Regions from separate parts of the Danio rerio genome. Here region 1 is linked to region 2. The links are chromatin contacts, called in public Hi-C maps. All regions are on one chromosome and are shown on one strand. The core of a region is the stretch at or near the end of the contact, and the rest is flanking DNA. Distances in the headings are between cores, read along the strand shown.

Region 1 (4,789 bases), core at 718-3,217, 33 kb before region 2:
GGCAAAAGTTTAACTATTTTAAAAATTGAACGTGCCTCGCATGTGAGGAACAGCTGATGATGGCCATAGCAAAGGGGAACAGCAGAGGATCATGAGTTCAGAAACGCATTTAAATCGGTAAAGGAAAAAGCATGCGTCGTGTTTTCAACATGGTTTTGGATACAATATGTGAATAACCCACACAGATTTAACCTGAGAGATACAGTACAAGCACTGATGTATAATACATAGGTGATTACAAGCCGCGCAGAGCAACAGTTGAAGACACATATTTTGCTAACCACACAAAACGAGGCAAAACATTTTTTTACACTTATATGATTTGGAGGAGGAAGAAACTGGTCCATATGGACTATAACAGTTACTGACAAAGTCCCATACATAATAGTCTGCTCCTTCCTTTAATAGCAAACGGCCGACAAATCCCGCATTGTAGGTTATTGTATCGATCATCAGAAAAATGACAGGAACTAGGACACAGCACTAGGTTGGCTATACTGTGGTGTTGTTGTGAAAATGAACTTTAACCGCTTATTTCCTACAGCCGAATCTCCATCTGTTAGTGATCGTTTACTTCATGTCATGGTCCAGTGCCGTTATCTGCCGCGCTCCACTAGCATCTAAAGGGAAAGGCACATTCACATTTTACCGTATCCAGCACTTTATATTTGATGATGTACCGGATCGATGTCGATGCGTAAGCAAAAGATCCGAATCCAATTCAATTTATTTATTCGAGTCTGAGTCGACTATTTTATTAAAGAATCAGTAGTTTTAAGCACTTTCAGATTTAAACCTCAGCTGGATGTTTCCAGGCCATTTAAAAAAAATCCATAATAGGGGCTCTTTAAAATCTTTTGAGTGTTGAAGAATTGGGTATGCCAAGAGTGTATACTTACAAATAGGAGTGAGTGCAGTTTTTATTTCTTAATTTCATTATTTAAGTGAATAGGAAATCTGAAATATCTACCCTGAGGCAATTCTAATTTCTAACGTCAATACATTTCCTTAAAGGCATAGTTTACCCAAAAATGAAAAGTCTTTCGTCATGTTCCAAACCTATTTGTGTTTCTGTTAAACCCAAAGAAGATTTATAAAATAATTTACTTTTTATGTCCTTATTTATTTATTTGTTTTATTAGTTTGTTTATTTATTTAATTACAATTTAATTATATTTATTATTATTATTTTATTATATTTTTTTATGTGGGGGTCAAAATTTCAAATTACATGAACGAGTTATATTATCTTTTTTGATCGATGTAAATTTTATGTCATGTTTTTGCACTAAAAACGTTCAATAAAATTATAAAATAATTAGGAAATTTTTTTAAAAGAATATAAGAATATTAGAAATATTAAAAAACACAAAGAAAATATATTTTGAAGCATGTTACCAATTGATAGTCATTGTTCATAGTATTTTGTTATTAATATGGAAGTCAGTGGTTACGGACATTCTTGAAAAAATATTTTATGTTCAACAGAACAAAGAGATTTATGAAAGTTTGGAACTTTTATGAGCTTTTGGAAAGTAAATAATAAGTAAGTTTTCATTTGTTTTGGGAATTCATCATTTCTTTTATGTTTATTATCTGTTAAAACAGCAGGGGGCAGTGTTGTGATGCATCCATTTAAATTCTGTTGACAAATTTGATCCGTTTGAAACCTCTTATTGCTTGTAATTTCTTTCTAGGTAAAAAATGGCCAAATCAATCTCTGCACTAAGATTCTGTTACGGCTCCATAATAATGAATAAATGACACAACATAATAACTTGTGAAGCCCCTTGATGCTCATACTGAATGGAAAACACATGGTTTGCCAGCATTGTCTGTGTTGCCTCATGCTGCTTGTCTTTAGAAAGCTCATTCCTGTCTCAGCCTTGGCATCAGTCCCTGTTGAGAGAGAGACAATCTGTACTTTCCTCCCTTTAAACACACAGTGCAGTGGACAGAGGGCTAAAAATACTATAGTCTAATGTCCAGAAGGATGTCTGCACAAAGCATGCCTAGAACTACAGCTCACTCCCATCCACTTCCTTTTCCTGCTCTTCCTGTATCCTTTTCCTTCATGACAACATCAGCTATCTCTACCTTCTGTTTCTCTGACGTGCTTTTTTGTTTGTGCCTGTTTAATCCGGGGCTTTCTGGCAGGTTGACAGGTTTTCTGCATCATAACACAGTTATGATTATATAGGTTTTATTGATGATAATATATGTCTATACACACATATACAAACATAAACATGGATGTGTTGATCATAGGAGGCTGCCATTTAACTCTTAAAACCATATACAATTTAATAACATTTTAAAGGTGCTGTATGCAAGTTTGACACTCAGTGGTTGTACTAGGTATTGCAACTCTGGTTCAAAAGACATGCAAGAGCAGGTTGCCAGATTGACAACACCAACAAAGCAGTGGTGTTGCAAGGTGGGGGCTTTGGGGGCTTAAGCCCCTGATGTTTTATCAAAAGCCCCTGATCTTTTAGAATATGTTGCACTTAAATAAAAATAGGAAGTATAACATTTATTTTGTTATCCAAGTGCTTAAAATTAGCACATACATCACCCGCATTCCACTTAATGCAGTGTTTGTGTCGGGTAATTAAATAGTCAGTTGTTTAGCAGTACCTGTTTCTACTGGCAGGTGGGAGTGACACTGTTGTTACATGGTGTGAAAAAAATCCCGCCACTGCACTGTATTCATTCATTCATTATTTTAAGGACTTCTTTGGGGCTAAGCCCCTTATCCCTTTCGACCCTAGCAACGCTCCCGCAACAGACTGATATGTTGTGTTTGAAATAAAAGCAAAGGCTTGCGATAGACAGAATGTTTTGAATTAGGAATGTCAAAATTAATTGTTTCTTCGGTGCACCACGATGCAGATGCGGACAATAAGTTATCGGTTCAGTAATAATCATAACCGGTTATTATGTAGTGACGTCATTTATCTCCTATGCGCTCTGTCGCGAGGGAGGTGAGCGCGAGTATTTATAACACTCAGCCAACTCAGGGCCGGTCCGTGGCCTAGGCACCATAGGCAAATGCTACGGGTGCTGTATATCCAGGGGGGCGCCAGAAAGGAGCGCGGTTCAGTTGGTTTTGTTTTCGATATTCCTGACACACATTCAGTTATAGACGGCAATAACTCAAAAACCTCTTACCCTAAAAAGATCTACATTTACATTTACATTTAGTCATTTAGCAGACGCTTTTATCCAAAGCGACTTACAAATGAGGACAAGGAAGCAATTTACACAACTAAGAGCAACAATGAATAAGTACTAAAGGCAAGTTTCAGGTCTGTAAAGTCTAAGAAGGGAAGTATTAGTAGTTTTTTTTTTTTTTTTTTTTTTTTTTGTACAGTTAGTGTGATATTCAAAGAGGCAATTGCAGATTAGGAAGTGAAGTGGAGACTAAATAGTTGAGTTTTTAGTCGTTTCTTGAAAATAGCGAGTGACTCTGCTGTTCTGATGCAGTTAGGGAGTTCATTCCACCAACTGGGCAGATTGAGCGTGAGCGTTCGCGAAAGTGATTTTTTCCCTCTTTGGGATGGAACCACGAGGCGACATTCATTCACAGAACGCAAGTTTCTGGAGGGCACATAGATCTGCAGAAGTGAGTGCAGATAAGAAGGTGCTAGGCCAGAAGTCACTTTGTAGGCAAACATCAGAGTTTTGAATTTGATGCGAGCAGCAACTGGCAGCCAGTGCAAACGGAATAGAGCGGAGTAACATGTGCTCGTTTAGGTTCATTGAAGACAACCCGTGCTGCTGCATTCTGGAGCAGTTGAAGAGGCTTGATAGAGTTCGCTGGAAGCCCAGCTAGTAGAGAGTTGCAGTAATCCAGTTTGGAGAGAACAAGAGCTTGAACAAGGAGTTGAGCTGCATGTTCAGATAAGAAGGGTCGGATCTTTCTGATGTTATAGAGTGCAAATCTGCACGATCGAGCAGTTCTAGAAATGTGGTCAGAGAAGTTTAGTTGGTCATCAATCGTTACTCCAAGGCTTTTCACCATTTTGGATGCAGTAATGGTTGCCCCGTCCATCTGGATTGAAAAGTTATGGTGTAGAGTCGGGTTGGCAGAAACTACAAGCATTTCCGTTTTTGCGAGGTTCAGCTGAAGATGATGATCTTTCATCCAGTGTGAAATATCCAACAGGCAGGCTGAGATACGAGCTGGAACCGAGGGATCATCAGGATGAAAAGAGAGGTATAGCTGGGTATCATCAGCATAGCAGTGGTAGGAGAATCCATGTCTCTGGATGACTGGTCCTAGAGATGATGTGTAGATGGAGAAGAGAAGTGGCCCAAGAACAGAGCCTTGAGGTACCCCAGTGTTTAGATGCTGTAGGTTGGACACTTCTCCCCTCCAAGACACCCTGAATGACCTGTCAGAGAGGTAAGATCCGAACCATTGTATAACAGTGCCCGCAACGCCCAGTGACTCAAGCGTAGATAGCAGGATCTGGTGGTTGACAGTGTCAAAAGCAGCTGACAAGTGCAGCAAAATGAGGACTGATGATTTAGAGTCTGCTTTAGCCAGTCTGAGATCCTCCACGACCGAGAGCAGGGCAGTCTCAGTTGAGTGGCCTTTCTTAAAGCCGGATTGCTTGTTGTCCATGAGATTGTTTTGAGTAAGAAAGTCCAGGACTTTCTAAAGTGTGTTTCCTACAAAAAGACAAAGCTGGTTATGTTTCACAGCTGTCTTTCTTTTTTTCGCTCGACATTACGAGCGCTGCTCCGTTTGAGCCCTCGCAATATGTGTTTAGCCAGGAGAGCT
Region 2 (4,454 bases), core at 710-3,209:
TTATTCATTGTTGTTATAAATTAGCATTGGGTGAGTAATTCACCTCCAAAATAAAAGTTTGTTTTGACATAATAATATGTGCATGTACTGTAGAAATATATACAGTTGTAGTCAGAACTGTTAGCTCCCCCCCCCCCCATCCCCCCTCGTTATTGTTTTCCCAATTTCTGTTTAATGGAGAGCAGATTTGTTCAACACATTTCTAAATATAATTGTTTTAGTAACTCATTTCTAATATCTGATTTATTTTATCTTTGCCATGATGACAGTAAATAATATTTGACTAGATATTTTTTAAGACACTTCTATACAGCTTAAAGTGACATTTAAAGGCTTAACTAGGGTAATTAGGTTAACTAGGCAGGTTATGGTAATTAGGCAAAATATTGTATAATGATGGTTTGTTCTGTAGACTATCGAAACAAAATATAGCCTAAAGGGGGTAATAATTTTGATCTTAAAATAAAAATAAAAAATAAAAACTGATTTTCTTCTATCCAAAATAAAACAAATAAGAGATTTTCCAGAGGAAAAAATATTATCTGACATACTGTGAAAATGTCCTTGCTCTGTTAAACATAATTTGGAAAAAAAAAAAAATAAAAAAAAAATCAAAGGGGGGCTAATAATTCTCACTATAACTGTAAATATACACTTGCATGCACATATTTAAAAAAAATATATACTCATAAGTAGATTTTATATATATATATATATATATATATATATATATATATATATATATATATATATATATATATATATATGTGTGTGTGTGTGTGTGTGTGTGTGTGTGTGTGTGTGTGTGTGTGTGTGTGAATGATAGAAATTAAATATAAATTTAAATATTTTTTAAAAGTTTTGTTTTTGTGTATGCGTGTGTATCACATATACATAATAAATATATGTAATATATACAAAATATCTTAATTCAAAGCAAACTTTTCTTTTGGATGCAATTAATCGTGATTTATCTGTATTATAAATCCTTTTTTTTATAAAAGTGTTATTTACAAATTTTATTTGTTTTTGCTATGAAACAGACAAGGACGCTGATATGGCAATAAACCCAAAATCTCCCTCTCTTCCAAGAGTTCACACTTAGCTGATGATTGATTATAAAGCTTGTTTAGCATGCTGTCCGGGGAGAGAGCCCTGAGCTCATAAGATCCTCGAGCCTGGGGCTCCCTCCTGTGTGCAAGGCGAGAGGGGTGTTTGAGCTTAGGTAAATCTCGCAAACTCCCCTGCTGTAGTAGCTAATGAACAGATAGTGATTGCTGTTAAGAAATAGCTACTTATTAAGAGCATGCCTGTGGTGCTGATTTGTGTTCATCAATTAACTTAAGTTGCATGTTTTTGGACGGTGGGAGGAAACCGGGGAACCCGGGGTAAACCCATGTGAGCACGGGGAGAACATGTAAACTCCACACAGAAATGTTGGCTGGCTTGGTAAGGACTAGAACCGTGACATTCTTGCTGTGAGGCAACAGTGCTAACCCTACCATGCCACTCATTTAGAAAAGGAGGAGGAATAGGGGTGGAAGAGGGGATTCTTCAAAACGAAGATGGCTGTTATATGGAACTATGGGTATTTATAGTGGTTTAGGAATCGTCTTATTGGTGAATCATAAATTGAATAATGTGGGACCAGCCGCAGGCAATCATAATCAAGTGATTCTCTCGAAATTAGTTTATAAATAAACTTTACTTAAAATGTTTAGCTTGTTTATATATGATCACATCACATGTTCATCTTTTAGTTTGTTTTCTGCTGTAAGTCCAGTGTCACTGCGAAGTTCGTGTGTGTGTTTAGATTTTTAGCGTGTGCATGATTACAGTTTAATGTATGTATGTTCAGTACTCAGGCAACAAGGCGGCTATTGAGCATAACGCTAGTGATGTCAAACTCATAGAGCTGGTACTGTTTAGCACACGTCTATGGCATGTCCATCTCCCTCCCCCTCACACACACTCACTGATCCACTGCTTACATTCAAGGCCAAGCAGAGAGCTCTGTGCGTGTGTGTGATCGTGTGGCAAGTTGATGCCACTTTTACTGAGAATCCTTTGTCACACTTCTTGACTGTAAGATTACAGCATTCACAGGCAGAAAAGCAGACTGATGGACAATGAAGCTTCTTTAGGGTGTCTGAGGAAGTGATGTTCAAGTTTTAAAGGTCTCTCACACACACATACATGTGCATTTAAGACAACAAGCTCACTTTTACATAAAGGAAGATAATTAAAGGTATAGTTCACCCAAAAATTTTAATTTTGTTAACCATTTCCTGTCTCTCGTGAGGTTAGTTGAACATAAAAGAAGAAATTTTGAAGAGTAATTGCTAATTGAAATTGCATTCTTCAAAACATCTTTTTTTAGTGTTCTACAGAAGAAAGAAACTCAAATTGGTTTTAAACAAGTGAAGGGTGAGTAAACGATGACAGAGATTTCACTTTTTAACTTTAAGTTATTATCACAGTGTACTCAGCAAGACTGCACTCAATCTATTAAAAGTGTCAGGATAGATGTTTAGAATGTTACAAAAGAGAGGAGAGACAGTGATAGAGCCAATTTAGTGAATGAGAATGATTGGGAGGCCACGATGGGTAATGGCGCTGATGGAGGGAATTTGGTCAGCCCTAATATATATGTATATTTGTCATTTGTCATGTTGGGAGTTTTTGTACTCTCTTTAGTTCGTGTTTTAGAAGGAGTTTTAGCAGTGCAGAGTTTAATAGCTTTGGTTTAGTCCTCACTGTGACCCAGTCAAAGTAATATCACATTGAAAGACATATTGAATGCCCTATTGACTATGGCATTGACTATGGCTATTATTGACATTATATAATCTGCCAAAGCCCGAAATATGCATCAGCATTAGGAATGCTGCCTCTCTGGACTGTTTTAAGAAACTTCTTAAGACTCACCTTTTTAGCGTTGCTTTTAATTTAAGATGATCATTTTGTTTAACGTTTTATTTCTATCTTATGGTTCATATTTTTATTGTTTTATTGCTTCTTTTATTGTTGTGCTGTTTTGCTTGCATTGTGTTTTAGTGTTTTGCCTGAAGCGCTTTGAGTATAAGAAAAGCGCATTACAAATAAAATGTATTATTATTAATATTATTATTAAATATGCTATTCTAATTAGTATTTTAGCAATATTATCATTAGAATTCAGCCTTGGACAAAATTTTTGTTCGTTCATTTTCTTGCCCCTTTATTAATCAGGGGTCGCCACAACAGAATGGACTGCCAACTTATCCAGCATATGTTTTACGTAGTGGATGCTCTTCCAGCCGCAACCCATCTCTGGGAAATCACACTCATTCAAACACATACACTATGGCCAATTTAGTCTACCCAATTCACCTATAGCACCTGTCTTTAGACTTGTGGGGGAAACCAGAGGGTCAAAATTTTAGATAAAAAAATCTTTTGAATTGTAGTAAATATATATTTGAAAAATATGCAGTTGTGTTATATGTGTGTTTGTTATTTGTTTCAGTTGACCAAGTCAAGTTTACCCCTCCCAGACGGAAAGAGACGGAACCCTATCCTGACTTGGTCAGTTTTATTTCTCTCATTAATGCTCTCTGTGACCCATTTTGTCAGACAAACTTCAAACTACTTTTTTTGTGCATTTTGTGTGTCTTCAATCACATATATTGGAAAAATTATAAGCTCTTCTCTAAAACTTTTACTTTTCAATGATTTGCCAAGTGCTGTTTAACAGAGCAAGGATTTTTTTTCACAGTTTTCGCTTATATTTTTTCTTTGGGAAAAAGTCTAAATGCAGTTGAAGTCAGAATTATTAGCCCCCTGTTTATTTTTTTACCCAATTTCTGTTTAACGGAGAGATTTTTGTAACAGAGAACAAATTTCTAAAAATAATAGTTTTAATAACTCATTTTTAATAACTGATTTATTTTATCTTTGCCATGATGACAGTAAATATTATTTGACTAGATATTTTTCAAGACACTTCTATACAGCTTAAAGTGACATTTAAAGGCTTAACCAGGTTAATTAGGTTTACTAGGCTAGTTAGGGTAAGTTATTGTATAATGATGGTTTGTTCTGTAGACAATCGAAAAAATTATAGCTTAAAGGGGCTAATAATTTTGTCTTTAAAATTGTTTAAAAATTAAAAACTGCTTTTAAAACTGCCGAAAATGATGTTTAACAAAGCAAGGACATATATATATATATATATATATATATTAATATATTTTAATCGTAATTTATTTTTTGACTGAAATAAAAGTGTATTTTAATAAAAGAATATATAATTTTAAGGTCATTATTATGAAGAAATCGATTTTCTACAGAACTTGCCTGGTAAAGCAGATTAAGCTGCTTGCTTAGGCCTTTAAATCGCACTTTAAGCTGAATACTAGTGTCTTGCAAAACAAACTAGTGAAATTTTATGTCATCATGGCAAAAGAAAAAAT

What was found. A called contact is a pair of places that touch in the nucleus more often than the background predicts.
Region 1: a Hi-C map of an unstated tissue shows a contact between it and region 2, with 6 times the contacts expected there. The contact joins two enhancer-like sites. A contact is called at or near these places in 2 of 18 Hi-C or Micro-C datasets (caudal fin and an unstated tissue).

The regions. Positions count from the first base shown.
Region 1 is chr7:17,670,154-17,674,942 of GRCz12tu, reverse strand. All of the region lies in intron 7 of men1 (multiple endocrine neoplasia I), which reads left to right. Among named protein-coding and RNA genes, the nearest start is that of map4k2, 7.7 kb to the right of the region's middle. Within about 2 kb of position 1,967, at least 16 of the 62 cell types and tissues checked have an H3K27ac peak or open chromatin away from gene starts, as enhancers often do.
Region 2 is chr7:17,637,101-17,641,554 of GRCz12tu, reverse strand. It overlaps map4k2 (mitogen-activated protein kinase kinase kinase kinase 2), which reads left to right. Exons shown (of 32, transcript NM_001040358.1): 14 at 3,509-3,567. Among named protein-coding and RNA genes, the nearest start is that of nitr6b, 20 kb to the right of the region's middle. Within about 2 kb of position 1,959, at least 5 of the 62 cell types and tissues checked have an H3K27ac peak or open chromatin away from gene starts, as enhancers often do.